Linked DNA regions of Mus musculus: regions 1, 3 and 4 are each linked to region 2. A link is a contact called in public ChIA-PET and promoter capture Hi-C data. All regions are on one chromosome and are shown on one strand. The core of a region is the stretch at or near the end of the contact, and the rest is flanking DNA. Distances in the headings are between cores, read along the strand shown.

The links. Promoter capture Hi-C pulls out the DNA fragments that hold promoters and counts their contacts. ChIA-PET counts read pairs in DNA pulled down with a chosen protein or histone mark.
Region 1: a promoter capture Hi-C map of erythroid cells shows a contact between it and region 2, with 3 times the contacts expected there. The contact joins the promoter of Foxo4 here to the promoter of Taf1 in region 2. A contact is called at or near these places in 5 of 39 promoter capture datasets (the C10 cell line, the HPC-7 cell line, erythroid cells and 2 more), 2 of 484 Hi-C or Micro-C datasets (CD8 T cells and embryonic stem cells), 4 of 115 datasets of contacts at active chromatin or transcription factors (effector CD8 T cells, embryonic stem cells, memory CD8 T cells and 1 more) and 2 of 9 other capture datasets (liver and pancreatic islet).
Region 3: a promoter capture Hi-C map of pre-B cells shows a contact between it and region 2, with 4 times the contacts expected there. The contact joins the enhancer-like site here to the promoter of Taf1 in region 2. A contact is called at or near these places in 3 of 39 promoter capture datasets (the HPC-7 cell line, hippocampal neurons and pre-B cells), 1 of 484 Hi-C or Micro-C datasets (CD4 T cells) and 5 of 115 datasets of contacts at active chromatin or transcription factors (CD8 T cells, astrocytes and embryonic stem cells).
Region 4: a contact with region 2 is called in an RNA polymerase II ChIA-PET map of memory CD8 T cells, with 7 read pairs. The contact joins the promoter of Snx12 here to the promoter of Taf1 in region 2. A contact is called at or near these places in 1 of 39 promoter capture datasets (pre-B cells), 2 of 115 datasets of contacts at active chromatin or transcription factors (embryonic stem cells and memory CD8 T cells) and 1 of 9 other capture datasets (adipose tissue).

What each region holds. Positions count from the first base shown.
Region 1 is chrX:101,253,273-101,255,972 of GRCm38.p6, forward strand. It overlaps Foxo4 (forkhead box O4), which reads left to right and starts at 1,256. Exons shown (of 3, transcript NM_018789.2): 1 at 1,256-2,001. The coding sequence starts at 1,549.
Region 2 is chrX:101,531,091-101,534,005 of GRCm38.p6, forward strand. Taf1 (TATA-box binding protein associated factor 1) reads left to right here and starts at 1,645. Exons shown (of 39, transcript NM_001290729.1): 1 at 1,645-1,911; 2 at 2,405-2,519; 3 at 2,655-2,771. The coding sequence starts at 1,732.
Region 3 is chrX:101,131,452-101,134,151 of GRCm38.p6, forward strand. It overlaps a transcript of Snx12 not described here. Among named protein-coding and RNA genes, the nearest start is that of Gm24061, 8.8 kb to the right of the region's middle. Within about 2 kb of position 1,265, at least 61 of the 459 cell types and tissues checked have an H3K27ac peak or open chromatin away from gene starts, as enhancers often do. A contact at or near this core is called in CD8 T cells, the HPC-7 cell line and pre-B cells, where this site is marked.
Region 4 is chrX:101,221,270-101,223,969 of GRCm38.p6, forward strand. It overlaps Snx12 (sorting nexin 12), which reads right to left and starts at 1,294. Exons shown (of 5, transcript NM_018875.2): 1 at 993-1,294. The coding sequence starts at 1,157.

The DNA of each region.
Region 1 (2,700 bases), core at 6-2,505, 280 kb before region 2:
TGCACTGTTGAAGAACTTAAACCCAGTCATAATGTCTCCATTTAGAATTTGGAAGTAGCAAGTTACAGAAGTGGAAAGGTGACCATCAGTGTGGCTGAGAAGGTTAGGTAGACCCAGAACAGCCTCTAACCAAATTCAGAGCTTAAGAGTAGGGATCGGGGATTTAGCTCAGTGGTATAGCACTTGCCTAACAAGGGCTAAGGCCCTGGAGTCGGTCCTCAGCTCCAGAAAAAAGACAAAATAACAGAGGTTAAAGGTAGCTAGAGGGTGGAGGTATAGGTGCAGAAAGAGATTAAAAAAAAAAAAAGTTCAGTTGGAGACATGTTGAATGAGAAGCCATTGAAGATCAGAACAAGGAGAAGATCAGTATTTCAGAGGCCTGCATAGCTGACAGAGGAAACTAGCAAGACTGTCTGTGAAATGTACATAGAAAATGGAGAGAGTGCACCATAACCAATGAACACTGTTTGTTGTTACACAAGCTTCCCTCTCAACTCCCCAAGTGAGTGTGTCTTATTTTCTAATCAGATCCCTACTTGTTGATACTCTTTCTGCTTCTTATAAGGGCAATACATTTTCACTTTGCTTTCTTAGTGAAGGATGGGAAAATCTAGCGTCTTTCAAAACGATCTTTTGGGCGACCCCGAAACTCGAGGAAGTGGGTGAAAAGGGAAGGAATGAGGAAAAATATTTTTAAGAAAAGAAAAAGAGTCCGGGACGACCTCTAATCATTAAAGTTCCACCTCCCCACATCCTGCCACGCGCCGCTCTCCTGCGGCCGATATCGGACTCCTGATCGCAAGGTAGGACGGGAGATGTAGTCTTCGAGAACGACCAGGGTGGCACGATTCGAGAACTCAGTTTCCCAAGTGGCTCCTGAGGCGCGTGCGCAGATGGCTGCCCCAGCGAGTGGTAAACAGAGACGTCTGGCGGGGGCTGCTGCTTGGAGCAAAACAAAAGGGAAACCCGGGGGGCGGGGGGTGGGGGGGTCCGATAGGGGATTCAGTTCTGGAGTTGGGGAGGCTGGGGCCGCAAGAACCTTGACCCTCTCAAGAGTGACCTGGAGGGAAGAGGCGAGGGGAGGGAGAGCCAGGGGAGGGACAAGTGACGCCCGGGAGCGGGGCGTGGGGGAGGGCAGCGATCCGGGTGGAGGAAATTTGGGAGGAGTGTCCGGGGGGCAGCAACTTGAAAGGGGGAGGGAACTTCGCTGAGGAGACGTTCGGTGATGGGAGCGCAATGTATGAGGGGATACGGTGCCTCAGGTTTAAAAGAGCAGGAAGCTGAGTGAGAGGGTGCAGAAAGTGCCTTCGCTAGGCGGAGGTTACAGGTGGTGCCTCAGAGCGCTACTCTGAGGCTGCAGCCCGGACTCCGGAGGGGATCGGAGAACGGAGTGAAAGGGACAGTTTAGGAGCTAGAGTCCGGAGACGAGGGAGAAGTTCGTGACTTTCTGAGAACTGGAAAGAATGTGTTTCCCCCCTTGGGGGAGGCATGGTGAGGGACTGTGGCAGGCTCCACTGATCGCTGAGCTGCAGAGGTTCGACCCCACGTATGGATCCAGAGAATAAGAAGTCAGCCACAGGGGCTGCCGCGATCCTAGACCTCGATCCCGACTTCGAACCCCAGAGCCGTCCGCGATCCTGCACCTGGCCCCTTCCTCGACCAGACCTCGCTACGGAGCCACACGAACCGTCCGAGGTGGAGCCCAGTCTGGGACAGAAGGTACCCACGGAGGGACACTCCGAACCGATCCTGTTGCCCTCTCGGCTCCCAGAGCCGGCAGGGGGCCCCCAGCCGGGAATCCTGGGGGCTGTAACAGGTCCTCGGAAGGGAGGCTCCCGCCGGAATGCCTGGGGAAATCAGTCATATGCAGAACTCATCAGCCAGGCCATTGAAAGCGCCCCGGAGAAGCGGCTGACACTCGCCCAGATCTACGAATGGATGGTCCGCACGGTGCCCTACTTCAAGGACAAGGGTGACAGCAACAGCTCGGCAGGATGGAAGGTAAGTATGACTCCCTTACCTTCACGCCATCCACCCTTGGACCCCTCTAGTTACTCTCACTCCGGGGCCCCCCATTACCGCCTTTCCACCCCTTTGGAAAGCCCAAAGATCCACCTTTAATCTTCAGTTAGACAGGCATTTACTTAGTACATAGTATATACCACACTCTGAGCAGCTTGAAGCAGGAGGATCGGAGATGAATAAGACACTGTCCCTGCTCTGAGGAAAATCGAATTCTCTACTCGCTACTCAGCACTTTGGCTTGAGCTGCTCCAAACATTTATTCCCACAGAGAAGTCTTTATCCTATGTACAGCAGGAACTGTGTGGATTCTCCACCGGCACCTAGCCTTCCCTCCTCCCTCCCCTCCCACCCAACACCTTTTGGCCCATTCCTGCGGGATTACTCGGATTCCCTGCTCGCCTCCCAATACCTCAGTGAACAGAACTGTTCTACGATTGCTCTGCCCAAGAGGGAGTGGGCGGTGAAGGGGGGCAAAGTGGTTGGTATCCATGGGGAAAGGTAGCGACCTTGTGCACTAAGGAAAGAGGCCCGCAAGCTGCTATCTGCCTCAGTTTACCTTCTCCTGACGAAAATCCTTCCTTGTAAGGCGCTCTCCAAACTCACGGGGAAAGTCTTTGTTCAGGAATACTACTCATGGAGAAAGGAGGTATCATATAGCTTTGACTTTCGAGTCCA
Region 2 (2,915 bases), core at 395-2,894:
AGGCCAGCCTGGTCTATAAAGTGAGTTCCAGGACAGCCAGGGCTGTGATAGCTTCCTGTTCTTCCTGAATCCAGTTTCTACTACTCAACATCAAGCAGCTCCAACTCCAGAGGCAGTCAACAGTTCTGGCCTCTGTGAACAACTGCACTTCAGTGCATATACCCGTGCACAGACACATACAGATCATTTCAAAAATAAATCTTAAAAAAAGAAAATGTCCCCATGTATATACTAAAGAGAGGTGATCAAATATAATCGCACGACTGAACTTGTTGGCAGAGACCTATAATTTCAGTTAGTTGGGAAGCAAAGAATGGAAAATTCAAGGCCTGGCCCAGGAAACTTAAGTGGGACTCTGCCTCAGAACAAACTAAACATGAACAAGCAAACAGGCACAAAAAATGCAAAGTAGGAACTCTGAACAGATCCTCGGTTTGGCCACAGTGAAGATGCTCCAATTCAAACAAGTCTGTGTGCCACCATGGTGATCTGAAACATGAAATATGTCCTCAGGATGGGGCTCCGGGGTTGGTGGCAGATATGTTACCTACAGAGGCACCTCACTGGTTCAATATGTCTATTTACACAAATATATAGAGTACTTAAAAAACTTTTTTTTAAAGATAGGGTTTCCCCTAGTAGCCTGGAGCTTAACTATGTATACTATGCTGGTCTTACAGAGACAATTCTTTTTTTTTTTTTTTTTTTTTTTTTTTTTTAGTTATTTCGAGACAGGGTTTCTCTGTGTAGCCCTGGCTGTCCTGGAACTCACTTTGTAGACCAGGCTGGACTCAAACTCAGAAATCCGCCTGTCTCTGCCTCCCGAGTGCTGGGATTAAAGGCGTGCGCCACCACTGCCCGGTTCAGAGACACTTCTACCTCAGGTTTCCATTCCTGGCAAAATAAGGTTATTTTTTAAGTACAGGGAATTGAATCTATGTTGGCCAGTGAGCTGTATCCCAGCCTTGTATATTTCTGTCTCTCTTTCACTTTCTCTCCCCTCTTCAACCCCCCCCCCCTTCTCCCACTCGGTTTCTTTCTTCTCTCCATGCTTTTACACATTTACACACATATATACATACATACACACACACATATATATGCATATATGTGTATGTATATATATATATATATATATACATATATATATATATATATATAGTGCTGGGAATCATATGTGCGCTTAAAAAAACTATGAAAATGTTTAATGTTTGTGAATCTTGAAGTTTCGGTTGCTCATTTTACTAAGCTTAACATTTTACCATGGGAAAATGTAAATTCAAAATAAGTAAGTAGCAGTCGTCCCCCTATCACAATTCATAGTAATGTTCCTTTGGGGAACGGCACAAACCGGAAAAGACGGCTCAAATCATTATTGTGTAGTGTGTACTGTAGCCGGTGACGCGCGGTTTCCAGAGGTCGTAGGTCACGCCGCCTCAGATCTACTTTCTTATTGGAGAAAAATCTGCCGCTCTTACCATAGCAACCAGAACGGACCCGCGCAGTTGATGGGCGGGACTGGTTTGTTTGACCAATCACCTTCCAGTTATCCAGCCTGATCTTGGGCGGACCAATCAAACACATCAAAGGAAGTAGCCATCCCGACATCAAAGGATCACGTAGGACGGCCCATCCTTCCCCCCTTTTTTTCAACTTCCGGTAGCCTCTGGTTGGGTCAGGGAGCGCTGCAAGTCACCCGTGTGCGACTGACGTATTTTTTCTTTCCCGCCCATGGGCCCGGGGTGGGCTGGGCTGCTGCAGGACAAGGGTGGCGGTAGCCCTTCCGTCGTCATGTCCGACACAGACAGCGACGAAGAGTCGGCTGGTGGAGGCCCATTTTCTCTAACTGGGTTCCTGTTCGGCAACATCAATGGAGCAGGGCAGTTGGAAGGCGAAAGCGTCTTGGATGACGTGAGTCGTGGGCCTGGGGCGGCGGGTGCTGTGGCTAGGGAGAACTGGAGACAGCGCGAGAGGGCTCAACTCGGAGGAAGGACGAAGAGGAAAAGTCTTAAGTGTCAGTCACTGATGCTGAGGTGTTGGCTTCGAAGGTAACATTCTCCTTGCCTGGTAGGAAAGATAATAGTTAACTCTAGTAAGGTTATCAGAACCGCCACTGTGGAAGGCCTTCTTAAAGACCCTTGGAACTCTGCTTTTTCTGGCTTTTGCTGATCCTAATGGCTCCAAAGCCAGGACTACGGATGGAACGTGTGTTGTTCGGAACTGATCTGTATGGAATTTAGCAGATTTCCTATATAGTTCTTGAATGTGATGTTTCTTTGAGCAGCACTTCATGAAATAATTTCTCAGATGGATTTGTGACTTTGTTATGAGCAAGGGAAATATACTTGTGTAGGACCTTCAGGTTTAGTTGTTATTTTCGACCCTCATGCTGTCCCCTTTTCAGGAGTGCAAGAAGCATCTTGCGGGCTTGGGGGCTTTGGGTCTTGGCAGCCTGATCACTGAACTCACAGCAAATGAAGAATTGTCCGGGAGTGATGGTGCCCTGGTAAATGATGAAGGTAAAGTGTGGGCCATGGGGAGGACAGTGTGGGTGGGGGGAGGAGATTAGCCTGTTGTACGCTTTTCAGTGGGGATTTTCTAAGGAAGTGATAATTACTTGCTTTCTCTTGAGACGTCTCCCTTTTTATCCATAGGATGGATTAGGAGTAGAGAGGATGCTGTGGACTATTCTGACATCAACGAGGTGGCAGAAGATGAAAGTAGAAGATACCAGCAGACAATGGGAAGCTTGCAACCCCTTTGCCACACAGGTGATTCTCTCTCCGCCCCCCCCCCCCCTTCTTGTTTTCTAGCAATGGGTCTTTCAACATAGCCCTGCCTGACCTGGAACTCATTATGCATGCAAGATTGTCCCAAACTCATAGAGATGCATTTGCCTCTGTTTCCCAAGTGCT
Region 3 (2,700 bases), core at 15-2,514, 400 kb before region 2:
GCCTAGAACTTGCTATGTAGCTGAGAATGACCTTTAACTTCTGACCCTCCAGCTTCCCACTACTAAGTGTTGAGATTGCAATTATGTGCTATAATGTGCAGGGGTTTGGTTTGGGGGAGAAGTTTTGTTTTTAGTTTTTTTTTTTTTTTGGTTTTTTGTTTTGTTTTGTTTTTTGATATCATGTAGCCTAGGATCGCCTTAAACTCACGGTGTAACTGAAGATAACAAACTTCTGATCCTCCTGCCTCTAACTCACAACTGCTAGGATTATAAGCATGAGCTACTACACATGGCTTTAAATGTGTGCAAAACTTATAATAGTTCAATTAAAATTAATTGATAGGAAGGTTCTGGACAGGTTGTGGTGGTGGCATAATTTTAAAAAAATATTCTCACTCCTGAGTAGCTTAATAAAAACAGAAAACAAGTTAGGCACAGTGGTGCACACCTGTAACCGCAGCACTCCAGAGACAGAGACAGAAGCATCAGGAGTTTGAGGCTAGCCTGGGTTCCATAAAGAGAACCCTATCTGAAACATGTAAGAACCAAAACCTTAAGTCTGCTAGAGAAAACCCCCAAGCCCATGGACAATAAGTGTCACAAAGCTAGGCAAGAAGATTCTTAAATCCAAATATGTGGACGGGTGCAGACTACCAACAGCTGTAAAGCAGTTGTGAAATGAGCCCTGTGTGAAAGGAAGCAATGAGCAGGTGACAAAGCAAAGTGGCTGGTACGGAGGGGTGAGACCTAAGTGTCCCCCAAAACTCCGTGTCCGCAGCAGTGTGGGCCCCACAAGCTCTCCACACTAATCAGCCAGAAGCAAAAGACACTGCCAGAAACAGAATCCAGATTCAGCAATACAGTAAAAAGCAAAAAGGACCATGGGACAGGAGAGCTAGATCCAGGTCTCTGAGAAAGGAAGTCACATTTTGGGGAATTACACAAAAGCAACAGAAGAGGGAGCTAGAAGCCACGAAAATGGAAAACCTACTGGGATCCTAGCCTCCACCCTTCTAACCGTTTTTTTTTGTTTTTTGTTTTCTTTTCTTTTCTTTTTCAAAAAAAGATGCAATGGCAGGAGCCTCTAATTCTGGCACTCAGCAGACCGAGGCAAGCCTGGGCTGCATAAGAAAATCCTGTCTCAAAAGATCAAAATACATAAGCATAAATTCATAAAGTCACGTGCAAATGAGCAATAGCTTTTACTAGAAGCCAGTGAGGACGATTCGCAATGACAATTGACAGCAAAGCGGAAGCACATGCTTATGAGCCATGAACATTATAGCCTGCCATCTCAACGCAAGTTCAAAGTAGACAAAGAAAAGGAGAGAAGATGCAGAAGAAGTCAGGGTCTGAACAACTAAAGCACAGGGTAATGAGGTCCAGGAAAGAATCGAAAATAAGAGAGACTAGAACTAAGCAGTACCCCGGAGCTCTTGTCTCTAGCTGCATATGTATCAAAAGATGGCCTAGTCGGCCATCACTGCAAAGAGAGGCCCATTGGACTTGCAAACTTTATATGCCCCAGTACAGGGGAACGCCAGGGCCAAAAAGGGGGAGTGGGTGGGTAGGGGAGTGGGGGGGGGGTATGGGGGACTTTTGGTATAGCATTGGAAATGCAAATGAGCTAAATACCTAATAAAAAATGGAAAAAAAAAAAGAAATGAGTTCTAAGGCAGAAAGAGCAAATGAACTCAAGATATAAAAGAGAAGATAAGGGGGCTGGTGAGATGGCTCAGTGGGTAAGAGCACCCGACTGCTCTTCCAAAGGTCCAAAGTTCAAATCCCAGCAACCACATGGTGGCTCACAACCACCCGTAATGAGATCTGATGCTCTCTTCTGGTGTATCTGAAGACAACTACAGTGTACTTTCATATAATAAATAAATAAATCTTTAAAAAAAAAAAAAAAAAAAAAGAGAAGATAAGAAGAGGGGACCTGCATAGAACCAAAACGAGAAGAATGAAGTGATAAAAAGGAAAGCAAGCAAAGAATATCTCAGCACTTGAAAAACTGAGACCATGTCTCAAGTCCTACTCCCCACCCCCCGAAAGAGAAAAAAGAAAAATACAGAGAGAAGAAAATAAAAACAAGAAAATAAAACAAAATAAACCATGTATAGAATAACAAATACCATGTTTTGTTTGTGGATCCTACAACCCTTTATGGAGAATACACATGCATATTTATATATATATATTTCTCTGTGTTTGTGTTATGTGTGTGTATGTGTGTCTTTGTGTCTGTGTGTATATGTATAGTCCTTGCACAAGAGCAGGATAGAGACTAGAGGAACAGAGAAAATCAGTGGGAAGGGGAAAAGCAGGGAGTCTAAGAGGAGGAAGCAAAAGCTAGTAAAACACCCATAAAGGTGAGAACAGAGATGGGGTGGTGGCTCATGCTTGCAATTCCAGCACTTGGGAGGCTGAGGCTGAAGGTTCAACACACGTTTGAGGCCAGCCTGGATGATATGGTGAGTTTCAGGACAATCTGAGCAATAAAATAATCATGACTCAAACAAATAAAATTAAAAGGTTAAAAAGGCTACAAGAAAGCTTCCCTGAGGGCTGGTGAGATGGCCCAGCAGTTAAGAGCACTGACTGCTCTTCCGGAGGTCATGAGTTCAAATCCCAGCAACTACAAGGTGGCTCACATAGATCTGTAATCTATGGGCCAGAGCAAAAGGCAAAAGGGAAAAG
Region 4 (2,700 bases), core at 44-2,543, 310 kb before region 2:
AATGGTTCTTAAATTTTTTTAATCTGTACCATTTCAACTGGGCAAAAAAAAAAAAAATACCTGTGAACCATGTACTATATCTTGCACTGTGGACTAAGCACTGTGGAGTAAGAGAATAAAGTCCCCTGGGGTGCAGACTAGAAGAAGCCATTCCTGGAGCCCTTCTGAAATGTCATGTATTAAAGTAACTACAGATTAGGGGAAGACAAGGCAAATGCTGCCTTTCCCATAAACCCTAAGTGAACGCCAATAAAACCTGAAGTCACCATTGTGGATACTTCACATCTAAAGGCTTAGCAGAGGATGGGAGCAGCAGCTGACAATCCCCAATCCCGGTGCAGGGCCGGGTTTCACGTGAGACATGACATTGTGGTACCTAAGAAACTTAAGCATAAAACAGTTCTCTCTTGCAGATGTCAATCTTACACAAGTCAGCAAAGCATTCTGTCTGCAAATTGCTTTTCTACTGCTCCCATAAGCCCACTGTCTCCCTTTCCTTCACTCACTCTTGCCTTGAACTAAAGGTTTTGCTTAACTCCATCATCCCAGAGAGATCTTATTAGGAAGAAGCTGAGCCCTCCTGCCCTCCCCCCTTTAGAATGGCTTCCCATAACCTAGTTTAGTTATAGAACCCAGCGATACATCGCCTTGGCTTTCCATCCCCCAGCCTTCTTCCATCCTCCCCTCCCGTCCTGTCAATCATGTTCTAGTCTACTTGGATTCCTCACTAATCTTTGTCCATCGTCCACACCCTGTCCAGCCATGCCTCACTTCTTCCTTGTAAGTACTTGTTTTCCTTCATCCCCGCCCCAAGTCCCCTCTGGACTTTTCTGTACCCTCGGGCCACAGCTGAGTCTGCAGCCTCCTCTCCAAACCTTCCAAGCCCTAACCCTCACATGACCCCTCCAAGGCGGCCCGCCGTTAGTCGTCCCCATGCCCCCTCCCCTCCTGCTCCGTCCTCCCTCAGCTGTCTCCCTCACCCCGTGACTCACCCGCATGCGAACCTCATAGGTGGTGAAGCGCGCGCGGCCCACGCCCACCGTCTGTGGATTAAAGATGTCTATCTCCAGGAAGTTACTGGGCGGCCCGTAAGCGTCGGTCAGGTCTTGGGGCTTCGAGTTAAGGCGCCTAGTGTCAGCCACTGCGGTGTCCGACATCTTTCCGAAGAAGAGCCCGGTACCGGCGAAGGGGGTGGGGGACAGAGGCCTGAGGCAAGAGCGCGCACAGCCCCTCCCGCTTGCAAAATAACCAGCCAACCCCCAGACGACGGCGGCGCGCACGCGCGCACGCATGCGCGCACGCACACACCGCCCGAGCCTCGGGCCCTTCACTCTGAATAGTTGCCATGCAGACTAGGGCTGGTACTCTATAATGCAAGCGTCATTCAGACTTCCGGGTGGTACTGGTAGCAGCCCCGGAACCTGCATCTCCAATACTCACTGCCCCAGTAGTTTGAGAAGCACCACACGCATGCTCCTCCAATCTGTGTCCCTCAACCCAAGAAATTGGCTCACCCCGTGCATCAATCAAGCAGTGGGCACTGCCCCACAAGCTATTATCCTAAGGTGATAGGCCGAAACCCCAGGTCCTTAAGTCCGGATTTTCCCTGAAAATAGAATGGTTTCTGGAAGGTGGGGTTCCAACAATAATAGAAAAAACGTAGACTGCAGGCTTACTACTTGTGCCACTGATAGTTTCAATTCAAGCTACACGCAAGTGTAAGCAATACATTGTGGTGCCCGGGAATCAGTAAACACGAATTGCGTAAACAATAAAGATTTCATGTTCTCACTTTTCAGGAATAGTGGGTGTATCTTCATGCCCCACATGTTGCTACATAACAACTAATTCCAGGCATATTCATTTCTTAACAAATTTCAGGATCTTTACTTCATAACTTCTGTCTATATGCTGCAGAACCCGCACTTGGCTATGCTGTGAGCTTGTTTGCAACCTCTCATGAAAGTATGTGTCTGCATGAGAACATCTACAGAAGAACATATTTACATACGTGTAAAATGTATTTGCACATGTTATGTACATACTAAGACAAAGTCTTACATTTATCCTAACTGTCCAGGCTTCCCTTGAACTTGTGGCAGTGCTCCTGCCAAGCCCTCTGGGTTTCAGTGTCACCATGGCCAGCTAGGAATTTTTGTGGTTCTTATGTAGTTTTGAGACACTGTCTCATGAACCCCAGGCTGCTTTCAAACTTGCTTTATAGCAGAGAATGACCTTGAAATCGGACCCTTCGGCCTGTCTCTCCCAAATGCTGTTTTGTGCAGTGCTATGGATCAAATCCAGGCTCTACAAAATCAGCTATATCTGTAGTCCTTAAACATACATTTTGGGGGGGGGGAGTTCAAGACAGGGTTTCTCTGTGTAGCCCTGGCTGTCCTGGAACTCACTCTGTAGACCAGGTTGGCCTTGAACTCAGAAATCCACCTGCCTCTGCCTCCCGAGTGCTGGGATTAAAGGTGTGCGTCACCACGCCCGGCTAAACATACATTTTTTAAAACTAATTTATATATATCCCTTCATTTTGTAAATTATTTATTATCATTTTAACTTTTAAATAAGTATTTTTGATGTGTCTGCATATTTTGCCTGCGGGTGTGTCCATGCACCAAGTGCATGAAGTGCCTTAGGAGGCCAAAAGAGGATGTCAGATCCTCTGGAACTGGAGTTACAGATGGTTGT